Linked DNA regions of Gossypium hirsutum: region 2 is linked to region 1. A link is a contact called in public Hi-C data. All regions are on one chromosome and are shown on one strand. Each heading gives the region's core, a stretch centred on a gene start, on an enhancer-like site or on the middle of the called end of the contact. The rest is flanking DNA. Distances are from core to core; before and after follow the strand shown. Region 1 holds the start of LOC107897183 (malonate--CoA ligase). Region 2 has its middle 22 kb from the start of LOC107897180.

Region 1 (5,820 bases), core at 2,276-4,775:
CAGTGAGATATGTGATCCGTGTAAGACTATAGCTGGGCTATGGCATCGATATGTGATATGTGATTACGTGTAAGACCATAGCTGGGCTATGGCATCGATATGTGAATATGTGTAAGACCATAGCTGGGCTATGACATCATTATGTGAAGATGTGTAAGACCATAGTTGAACTATGGCATCAAGAAAACGAAGTATTCAATTCCGTAAGACGTTCACTAATTTGACAAAGTTTGGTAAGTGTTACATGGAACTATATGATATAAGGAAGTACGAGTTGATATGACATGAGTATAGAACTTGGTTGATGAATGAATTCATTTGTGATTATATAATTGTTCATCTTGAGTGTACTGTCCATATGTATTGATATTTCAAATGATTTAATGAATAAAGTTTCGACATGGAATAAACTGAACATGAGACAAATAATTATGCAATTGAACTTGAAATTCATGAAAATGACGGTTATTGATATATGGAGACATGAGACATTGATATATGAATATGGACATGTTTGATAAATGTGTTCATTCATAATTATGGAATTATATATCTCATGTGTACTACTTGCATAAAGATGATATTTCAAATACTTTGGTTATTTAAGCTCAATATGAAATAGTATGAAATCAAGATAAGTTGTTATGAAAATATATTTAAATTACAGAGATATGGCTAATATATGTTATATGATCACATAACGTGAAATTGTGTATATATATATGAGAAATTTAATGAGAATTGAGCCCATACATGTTTCTTGTTATTTATATGAAGTGCACGACTGACAAGGGTGATGAGGTTATGTGTACGCTCGTGATCAATATGATTGCATTCTTTTTATGTTTATATTGAATTTTAAATGAGTGATTTTTCGGAAGCTCGATAGTTGGGAAGCTTGGCGGAGATCACTCACACTATCCATTGGCCTATTTTAGTAAGTATGGTAAATGAATTACGATTATAATGGCACGTATAGATTGATTGATTAGTCAATGTTGGCTTATGAATGATATAACTGTAACTAGCCATTGGTATGGCTTGTATTTAGTAAGTTTGAGTTACAAATAATTATGATTTTATCATGAATGATATGGCTACAAAATGAACAAGCGATGATAAATATAAGGCTTGGTTGAATACCTTAAATTGGTTCATAAATGTATTAAAATGTTGGTGAAGATAAATGATTTAAATTATCTATAAGTGTTTCGTTCTCCTTGGTAATGCCTCTTACTCTATTCGGACAACAGATACGGGTAGCGGGTGTTACAACATGCATCCTACTAATCAAACATCTTATGATTCTATCCCTCCACATTTTGCATATAATGTGATGCCTCAATCTCTTTGAAGAGATACAACAATGAATTCTACTTTGAATTTTTCACATGGATGGGGAGGTGATCAAAATCAAGAGAATGATGTAAATAAAGATGTTTTAGATTCATCATGTCATTTATTTTGATAGTAATTTATAAAAAACTGGAGTTTTATATTTATATACGAGTATATTTTTTATTTAAATTGGTGTAAAATTATTATTTTTATATATGATATTATTTAGATTCTATTTAAAATTATGATTGTTATTATCCATGATTTAATATAATAATGTTTGTATACTATAATTTTTATATTCATTTTTAAGGAATTTTTATTTATAAATTTAATTTTTTTATTTTTTTTATAAAAGAGTATCATTAATATTAAAACAATAAAATATAATTGCAAAATGCATAAATATAGTGTTTTTAAAAGATTGTGATTTTTTTTAAAAAAATTACTTTGACCACAACAGTTATGCATTATGCAATGTCCACTATATCTGCAACGACATTTTAATATTATGTGTTCAACATATACATTAACCCTAAATAGAGAGTGGCTTTTGCGCTCGTCAAAGGAAGAAGAAGCAGTAATTTTGGTGGATATGCAGTGGCAAAGGACGATGGAGGAAAAATAATCACCATATGCAAAAGCTTCGATATGATTCTAAACTTCAGGCTAGGTTGTTAATTATTTGTCCAATACTTGTAGGAACGTGGTATCCAACAATGGTAGAAGTTAAATGTTGATAACAAATGGTTTAACATACTGAGGGAAAGAACAAAGGTGCATTGGAAACTATCATCGGCGATTGAGGATACAGCACTGTTTTGCAGGGAAATGAAGATAACATACATGACCAAAAAGCTAATGAAGGAAGCAAAGAAATGTGCAAAAAAAGCTTCTTCTATAACAATCTCTCACCCCTCACCTTCAAATAAAAGGGGTAGGTAAAAAAAATAAAAATAAAATAGTCTGTATATATTAAATTAAAAAGTAAATTAATTTTTTTAGTTAAAAATTGATAGAATAATTAGATGTCACGTATACATCGTGTAAACGTACAAAAAATTAATATTTAATTGTAAAAAATTGATAAAAATTTTAAAAAATTGACTAATTTACTCTTTAATTTAATATATCAAAATTAACTTATTAATTTTTTAAATAAAAAAATCATCCATTCTTGAAGTAAAGGTTACACACTTATCTTTACCAAAATAACAAACCTGATAAACTGGTTTGATGGATTTGGTACATCCACATGTCAAAGAACCAAAGATTCAAAATGAGTAGAACGTTAGTTCAACGAAAATATTATCGGGTATAATGGGTATAGTCCTTTTGCTTCATTTTTATTATCAGTTTTTGTATTTAAACTTTACTTAACTTATTTACTGGAAAATTTTATTTTAATTTAATAATTCATATAAAAATTCACATATATTTCATAAAATTAATAAAAAATTATATTTTTTAAAGATTATCTAAATGATTAATAATAAATTGCGATGTGTACTATTATGTTAGCTATTTAGCCATGTTTTTCATAATAAAAAAAAAGAGTATTTTAACTGAGATTTGAAAGTTTATGAGAAAGTGATAAAAATAGACGCTAAATTTATTATTTATAAATAATAGATTTAATGATAAATTTGGTCACTATTATTTATATATTTTGTCAAAATGACTTTAATTATATTTTGAGTTTTTTTAATCAATTTTTAATTTTTTTTTCAAACTGTATTTTTTAACAAATTTAATGAATATATTCATAAGATTTAATGAATAAATTTAATGTTTCAATTTTTCTTTTATTTTTAAAAGTTTTAATCTTTCTCATGTATGTTTGTTTTATTGAGAAGTTTTTTTAATGAGTTAATTTTTTTAAAAAAATTATATTTTTTTAATTTAATATATCATTTATTTATTTTTTTATTTTTTTATTTGTAACTATCTTATTGAATTATTTAAATAAAAAATTATATATTATTAAAAATATTTTACACATAAAATTCGATCATTCCCTTAACTTTTTTAATAAAATATGCAAACATTAGTAATTAAATTTGTGATTAAGATTTAAGTTATTTTATTTTTTAAATTCTCTCTTCGCTTTACTTTCTAAACGCCGAACTTTTGATCCGATTTGTAGGAATAATAAATAAAACTTGAATTACATTACCATTTTACCGACAAAATTAATGAACTGTGAATCATTGGTTAGGCGTTGGTAAACCTTGTTAAGCAAATCAGTTAAGAGGTCACCATTGGCATCGCCGTCCAAAGTCTACGCCGTGGAATCACAGTCTGCCGCCAAAACCCAAAACTCTTCACTAATACTTCGTATTATTTTGTAGCAGTAGTTTTCGGAATTACCACTTCCAATTCAAACTGTAAACTGAATAGTCGGCTCATTAAAAAAAAGTACGAAGAAAACAGCAGAACCAAATTTAATACGAGAAGAAAAAGTGGGTAAATAATGACAGGAATCATCACCTACTCATTTAAAGGTCTCAACTACGTCTCCCTACTTCGCCTCTCGGCTTTTCATCGCTATCGTTACTGCTATCTTAATCCTTTCGTCACACCTCCATTCACCAACGCTTCCTTCTCTTCTTCACTTCCCTCTCACTCCTGTAAGTTCTCTCTCTTTCTTTGTTTGGATGCTGAGAAAATCTAAAAGCAAGTGAGGGAAATTGTTGGTTTTTTTTTTTTGCTTGTTGGTTGTCTGTTTGGTGTTCGATGAAATGGGTAGTTAAGCTTTTGATCTTTGTTGTTGAGTGCTTTCAATGGAATTCACTCTTTTTGTAAGCTTTTTTTATATAGATATATTACTAAATTCCCTTTAAATTGTCTTGTTTTGGTTTATCCGTTGGAAGTGGGATCAAAACCGGCTACGTTAATGGAAGTGGTTAAAGCAGCTTCGAGGCCATCTGTTGCAGGAAGTATAGCAATTCGAGCTGATCAAAAGAGCTATACTTACTCGCAACTCCTCTCCTGTGCATGCAACATATCTAGGCTGTTATCCAGCACCAACATCAAAATTGTATGCTTTGGGTTCATTTCATTTAAACTGACTTATCTGTTGAATTTTAAGTAGTTAATTCATACTTCTTTGTTTGGTGATTTCAGAATAATAAAGGCGTTAGTGGACATGGAAATCTTGGTGGAGCTCGAATTGGTATTGTTGCTAAACCTTCTGCTGAGTTCGTGGCTGGAATGCTGGGCACTTGGCTTAGTGGAGGTGTTGCTGTTCCACTAGCTCTCAGCTATCCTGAGGCTGAGCTCTTGCATGTTATGAATGATTCGGTATATCCGTTAGATAACTTCATTTTCAATTTTCTTTTAATTGCTTATTGATTTTTTTTTTCTAACTTATAATCTACTTCATCATTATTAGATATGTTACTCAATTGTTAAACTTATTCAAGCTTAAACTAGTCCTATAGAGTAAGGAACTTATGTTAATGTCCATGAACTAGGAATCCAGATTAGGTATATTTGATCTGTTCACATTAGCATTTAATCTTTAACCATAATAGGGTTTAGTAAGCTTTTCAAATGCTATTCTGCAACTTGAATTATAATGTATATTCAGTTAAATTATACTACTAGATAATAGACTTGGAATAGACGTGAAGTATTGGATGTGGTATGCATTTAATGGCAGATGACTAGTGCTAAAAACCCTATGATGAATGCCGCAATTTATTTCCTTTCATGCCCCTGTGCATTCTCTCATTTAGTCTTCTTTTTTTCTTAATTTTTTTTAATGTGGAATTTTACTCAAGTTGTTTTTTGTTACTGTATTAGGATATATCTTTTGTATTGAGTACTGAAGACTACGGTGAAACTATGCAAAGTATTGCCACTAGATGTGCAGCACAATTTTCACTTATTCCTCCTGTTTCCAGCACTTTGTCATCCCCTAATATGACTGATGAATTGCAAACTGGAGAGATAGAAGCAGATGGAAGTTTGATAGGTAACATATAGAACTCTAGCTGTGTTGATGGTTAATCTTTATGAGAATATACAAAATTATCATCCTTTTTTTTGGACTAAGCTTTCATCCCATACTCCTTTTTTTTCATTTCCTATGTGCAGATGAAAATCCGGCATTGATCGTCTACACGAGTGGTACAACAGGTAAACCTAAAGGAGTAGTTCATACCCATAAGAGCATCTCTGCACAGGTAATTTTCTGAACTTCTGTAGCTGTTCTGTATTTAGGTCCTCAATTATCTTGTCGTATACAATGTGGAAGCTTAATTAATGAGATCTATACGTTAATGATGTTAATATTATCCCTAGGGTGTATTAAAATAAATGAGAAATGCTTTGCTTCCTCTAACTGTTATCCAAATCAATTCTTAGAACATGGATTCCTTGTTATCTTGCATGGAAATTGGTGGTATGATATATATCTGGAAATAATATGTTTTTGAAAATAATACCATATGCAATGAGCAGAGTAGCAGATAATGG
Region 2 (5,820 bases), core at 1,735-4,234, 96 kb after region 1:
GTTTTCCTTGCAACCACCATCCAAGGTCCAAATTTTTCCGTCACTACCATCTCATTTTCTTATGATTCCATTGACTCAATGACATCAATTGGGTTCTTTTCAGTATTAACAGCACCAACCTTAGGACAAATTTCTCGTAGATAACCATAACATACGCATTCAAAACAGATGTTAGGGATAGACTCATATTCCACACATTGAAATCGTCCATCAATTCTAGCCGATACTATTAACGGCTCGTTCAAATTAACGCTAACCGTCAAACGAGTAAAATGACCCCATGCACATTGATCAATATTATAATCAATCTTAATCACTTTACCAATCATGTTACCACTAGCCGTTAGAATACTTCACTTATACATACCACCTAATATACCTGGAAGACGAATCCATGCGATAACATTCCTAGGGAAAGAGATACTTAGACAAAATGAACTACTCCATGGTTGAACTGTAAGAGAATTTCCAAAAATCACTCAAGGACCTCTTGACAGAGCCTTCGCATAATCATTTCAATATCCATCAACTGAAAATTTTGAGACAGCTTCTAAAGCATAAGAAGTTTACTCATAAAAGCATTGAAACCAATCTTCCTTCCTAGAAATTTCAAGATCACAATACTAGCCATACTCTTCTCAATGAATGAGCGTACTCGAACAAAAAAGTTAATAGATGGGATTCTAACTCAATATCATCGTCAAACCAAGAGGATCCTTTATCCCCACAGCCCTGACCACTGTTTAGAAGCGTATACTTGAAAGGCGGTTAAGAAACACTTTGCGGATAATTCACCAATCTCATATCAAACTCCGCATCATCCTCCCTCATCCTACTCTTTTTAGCAACCTGACTAATGTCACCCGTCGTAGGCGGCTTCCCATTTTTTCGGTACCTCCATCAGCAAAGGACATGAGAGAATCCATTTTTTATCACGTTATACTCTATGTTAGATCTCCTATAATTTAATATTATCAATTAAATTTGATAACTTGGTTTTGAAGATCGTGACCTGAGTGAAACAAAATTATCAAGTATATTGTACCTGAAGGGTAAAAAAGAGGGTGGGTAGGATGCTACACTTAATTTGACTTGAAGTACGTGATAGTTTACAAGGGAATAGAATAATAGAATTAGAGAAAAAAATGCAGATAAACAAAGGATTAATGGACAAAATGTGAGTATATGAAGCTACCCAGCTAGCTGGCTCGGATGATTATTTTTGTCCATTTTGATAGATATATAGAAAGATAGGACCACCTATTTCTACATGATCCTTTACCCAATATCATTCTCTTCTTACCAACACTTTTTCTCTGTTCCCCCATTTTTCAAGTTTGTCTCAAAAACATAACATGTTCACCTGTTTTTTTGCTATATTGTAAGAATACAAAATATCTCCATAGTTCTGTTCTTTTCTGTTTTTCCGTAATTAAGCACTGTACATGTTTTGTTTTTGTTACTGATATTTCCTAATGAAATGATTGGAAATGTCATCTTAAGAACCGTGGTGGGTTTGAATTATGACTAGAAATACTAAAGTCAATACGTGTTTGAATCAAACTTTATAATTGACCCATGAAACGAAAGCCAACGAAAACTGATTAAAAGGTAATCACTTGAATCGAAAATTAATTAATCAATAAAAAATCGAAAATTAAGATTAAAAAAGACCACCCTGCCAATTGGCTATGAATTTTATTTATATATTTTTTATTAATATTTTAAATTTTTTATTTAATTATTGTAAAACCAATAATTCAATTGAAAACTAGTAATTTAACTGGTTTAACAATGGGTGATATAATAGAGGTCCCTGCCCACCACTTTTTGCCCATTTGAATGAAAAGATCCATAGATTTATGTTTTCACCATGTATTAATTTCTTATCCCTTGAATGCAAATTTAGAGTTGGGCTTACTGATTAATGATTGCGGCTTACTTAAATCTCAGTTTTAATTTTTTATAGTTATTTGGATATTTCGGATATTTTGTTTGGGATCCTTTTTTTATTAATAATTAATAAAATTTGCTGTTGTTAAAAAGATTAATTATAATTTTTTAAAAATATTAAAATAAAAATTTGTCATTATATTAATTTATAAATTTATTATTTTTGGAAGAATCTAACTGCTATTTTATTATTTTGGTTGGGTCAAAGCTTTTGCCTCTCCACAGATACGAGAGAAAAGATAAAAATAGAAAGCCTACTTAATTATAATTAAATCTTAGAAATTCGAAGTTCCAAGAAAAGCGGAAGACATTTCTGATCATAATACTAAAGAAAGAACAAGTAATTCATTGGTTACAATTTACAAAGCAAAGTGTTTAAACCAAAACACAAAACGAATTAAATTTTATCAAAATTAAATCATTAAAAAAAGAGATAATGACAAAAAATCTCCTCTACTTTAACAAACTTTCAATTTATCTAGTGTAATATCTGAACTTTAATCTCGTCTATCAATATGATACTCACCTTTAACAATGTTAATTTCTCAAAAAAGTTGACACGTGGACCAATTATATATTGCCACGTGACATTACTAAAAAAACAATCAATCAACTCTAATACCTGAAAACAATCACTTAAACTTAGAAGATAGAAATTCAAAAGGAGAATGAAAGACAAATGAAATCAATAAGTAGCTTTGTATTTAATTTAAATTTAAAAGAAAAGAACTTTTGGACTAATTGCTATGAGATCCTTAAGCTATAAGTCAAAAGTAGCTCATGATTTGACCAAGTGTTAAATAATGTTAGTATTTAATCTCGTTAAAGGCGAATACCTTATTAATAAACGAAATTAAAGCTAAGATATTACATCAGACAAATTATTGTTAAAATACAGGATGTCATTATCCCTTAAAAAAAAGTGTTACCAGAACCACACAATTTGCCACTAAATATGGGCCCTGTTATGCTTGTGAGCCTTGACCTGTTATGTTCAATGGCAGCTACCACGCCCGCCCATGCCTTTTGCACGACAGTTCCTGGGCTACCTATATCCTCTACTACAACCTAACCTACTTTATATGTAAATAGATTTATCCATCTCAGCAACGACAATGGGGTGTTTACTCTCTTTATTTTTAATGCAATTTGAATATGATATTCTTAACCATCAAAACGATGCTTTCAAACACATTATGTATCATGAAAAAAGCCTCCCCCTTTTCCACTAGCATCAAAAAGTAACCTCCGTTATTAATGTCACAGTTGACAAAGAATCATTCATCCCCCCCCCCCAACTGAATTGGGTACAATTTTTTCTCTGGAAAAAACCTTCATTTCTAAAATGTTTTGTATGCCACATTGGGCCATTTTTGTTATACAGGTTTCTAAACGGCACAGCGCTCTTATCCGTATTTTCCTATGTAAGTTACTGAGTTTTATGTAACAACACTGCCATGCTGCTGCATCGCCACAACAGGCTCGCCGCATCTGGAACACTGGAATGAGGGAACCGCAGCAAAGCGTGTTCTAAGGCAGTAATAGCAATATCTGTGAATATCATTTATAAGCAAGCCATGTATGAAAATCCAAATGCATTCCATGGAAACAGCTGTTACGAGTAGCATTCGTTAAATTACCAAGATGCATGGTGACAGTATGCACATGGCATTCTTTTATGGAGCTCAAATTCATAAGACATATTTCAAGCCAGTTGTTCATAATTTAGGGCAATATGGAGCTTCATTTCTTTCAAAAATTAGGCCCCATAAAGAGACTGGATATGAAAAATCGGAACAAGGTTAAGTGTTGTTCACAGCATCACCCTGATATAACAACAAAAGAGCTAGAAGTGTATACAGGGATAGGAAAGAATTCAGTTAACTTACCGATGCTGACAAGGGAGAGCGAGATAAGCAAGTGTTGGACTTGCCCGGCAAATGGGACAAATAGAGTCATCCTCTTTAGAACTCGAAGATTTGTCCTTTGAGAAAGGGTGAAGAAAACTTTTAACAGTTGATCAGTTAAGAAGAGGGAGAAGCAGCAACAACATCTCCTGCATAATGTAAGTATTATAGTTACAGTCATTGCAGATGAGAAGAAACATTGTTGAGCAGACTCAAAATGGTAAACAATCAGGCTATGATCCTATAATATACAGGCATTGGAGCAAACAAACTCCATGAGCAAATTACAAGCCTTAGACATCTCCTTCACCGAATATGTTAATGACAGAGTGTTAACTTCTTTATTCGTAGTTAAATGGAGACATGGTGGCAATACATGTGAAGTTTTTTAACCCCACTCTCAGAAGTCAGAATAAAGCATAGCCCAAAAAGATATTTTCCAATTTTCCTTATTTCTTTTGTTTCTAAGTTTGATGGAACTCAATATGTATATATATATATATACTTATTTACCAGCAATAGAAACTCCCATCCCTTCCTAATCATTTTGTCGATTTCTCCACAATATACACCTCACTTGATATCTTTTACTTTGGTAAAGACTAGCCTATAGACAAATATTAATGTTCCTCTTATAAATAAAGAGTACATATAAAAATCTAGAAACTGAACATTCAGATGCACAAGAATTGACACGCTGGCTTTAACAAGGATTACTGAGAACTCATTCCACACCAACTGACGATTCATGTACTCAAAACTAACAGCTCGATTCATATTAGGACTTTCATAGACAAGCCTCCCTTGTAATGATCTTTCAATAAGGTTTCTATACCTGCATTAAAACAAGTGGAATTAGATCAACTCTGCTGAAGAGAATAACAAGGTTTCTCAAACCAGCTAAAAGTTCTCTAGCCATCAGGTTTCATGTTTGATAGAATAAGGTAATATTTACCAAAGCAAGAACAAGACAAACAGATTAGTTTCGCAAAGTGACGATGGCAAATGGAAAACTTAAGATGAGTTTATTTTCCTACAGTATTAATGAGATTCGAATACACATGTGCTTCAACATTTATAAGGCTACCTCTTATGAAAAACAACACTTTGAAACCTACCTTCCAGTATAAAGAAATATGAGTAGGTTGCCAAAAGATGCAGCCTTTTAAAGCCCCTAACGTTGCATCAAACCCCAAGCTCGCCGTGCCAATGGCCTCTGAAGAAGAAAGGAGAAAACAGTATTGAGTTTAAACAGAGTCCAAACTCTTCCTAGGGGAAGAGCACAAAGAAGAAACCAGAACCTCCTCAGAATCACCCCATCTGCAAAAAGCAGAGAATGACTGTAAACGAGCCCAGATGTACTGACCACCCACTGCAGCAACACAATACCAGATCTTTTGAGCAAAAGTTAGCCCAGGTCCTTCCAAACCTGTTCTTACTGCAGAAAGATATGCAGTAAGACAAACTAAGGATGTAGGTAAGGCTACATGAGAGAAAGGAGAGCTAAGAAAATTCTAACCAAGGTAAGTGCTATGCAGATATTAGGATGAACTCTTTAAAACTGACAGTGTTAAATAAGGACAAATGCTCCATCTTCTAAAATGCAGTAAAAAGGGATTATTTCAAAAAGGAATAGATGTAATTTTGATACAATAACTGATAATTCAGTCGCTGATAAAGTCAAGACCATAAATAAAAAAAAGGACGAGGTACAAGAGAATGATTTGTTTGGCAAACTAATGTGAGGCATAGCATACATAAACCTCAATTGAAATAGAAGTAAAAGAAACAAATTCCTGCTATTAAATAAATAAATAAATCCTCAATAGCAAACAAATCATTTATCACAGCACATGAGTTATATGAAGACAAAGTGGTTAGTAACAATGCTTATACATGAGCAAGACACTTTTCTAGTGCCAAAATATAACATAAAAATTTCAAAGATATATCTATCTTC

Evidence for each region. A called contact is a pair of places that touch in the nucleus more often than the background predicts.
Region 2: a contact with region 1 is called in a Hi-C map of leaf, with 1.8 times the contacts expected there. The contact joins the enhancer-like site here to the promoter of LOC107897183 in region 1. A contact is called at or near these places in 6 of 34 Hi-C or Micro-C datasets (anther, hypocotyl, leaf and 1 more).

What each region holds. Positions count from the first base shown.
Region 1 is chrA10:13,388,459-13,394,278 of Gossypium_hirsutum_v2.1, forward strand. LOC107897183 (malonate--CoA ligase) reads left to right here and starts at 3,526. Exons shown (of 17, transcript XM_016822540.2): 1 at 3,526-3,968; 2 at 4,212-4,378; 3 at 4,465-4,641; 4 at 5,146-5,317; 5 at 5,440-5,528. The coding sequence starts at 3,812.
Region 2 is chrA10:13,484,872-13,490,691 of Gossypium_hirsutum_v2.1, forward strand. It overlaps the pseudogene LOC107897179. Among protein-coding and RNA genes, the nearest start is that of LOC107897180, 22 kb to the left of the region's middle. Within about 2 kb of position 2,985, at least 3 of the 9 cell types and tissues checked have an H3K27ac peak or open chromatin away from gene starts, as enhancers often do. A contact at or near this core is called in hypocotyl and leaf, where this site is marked.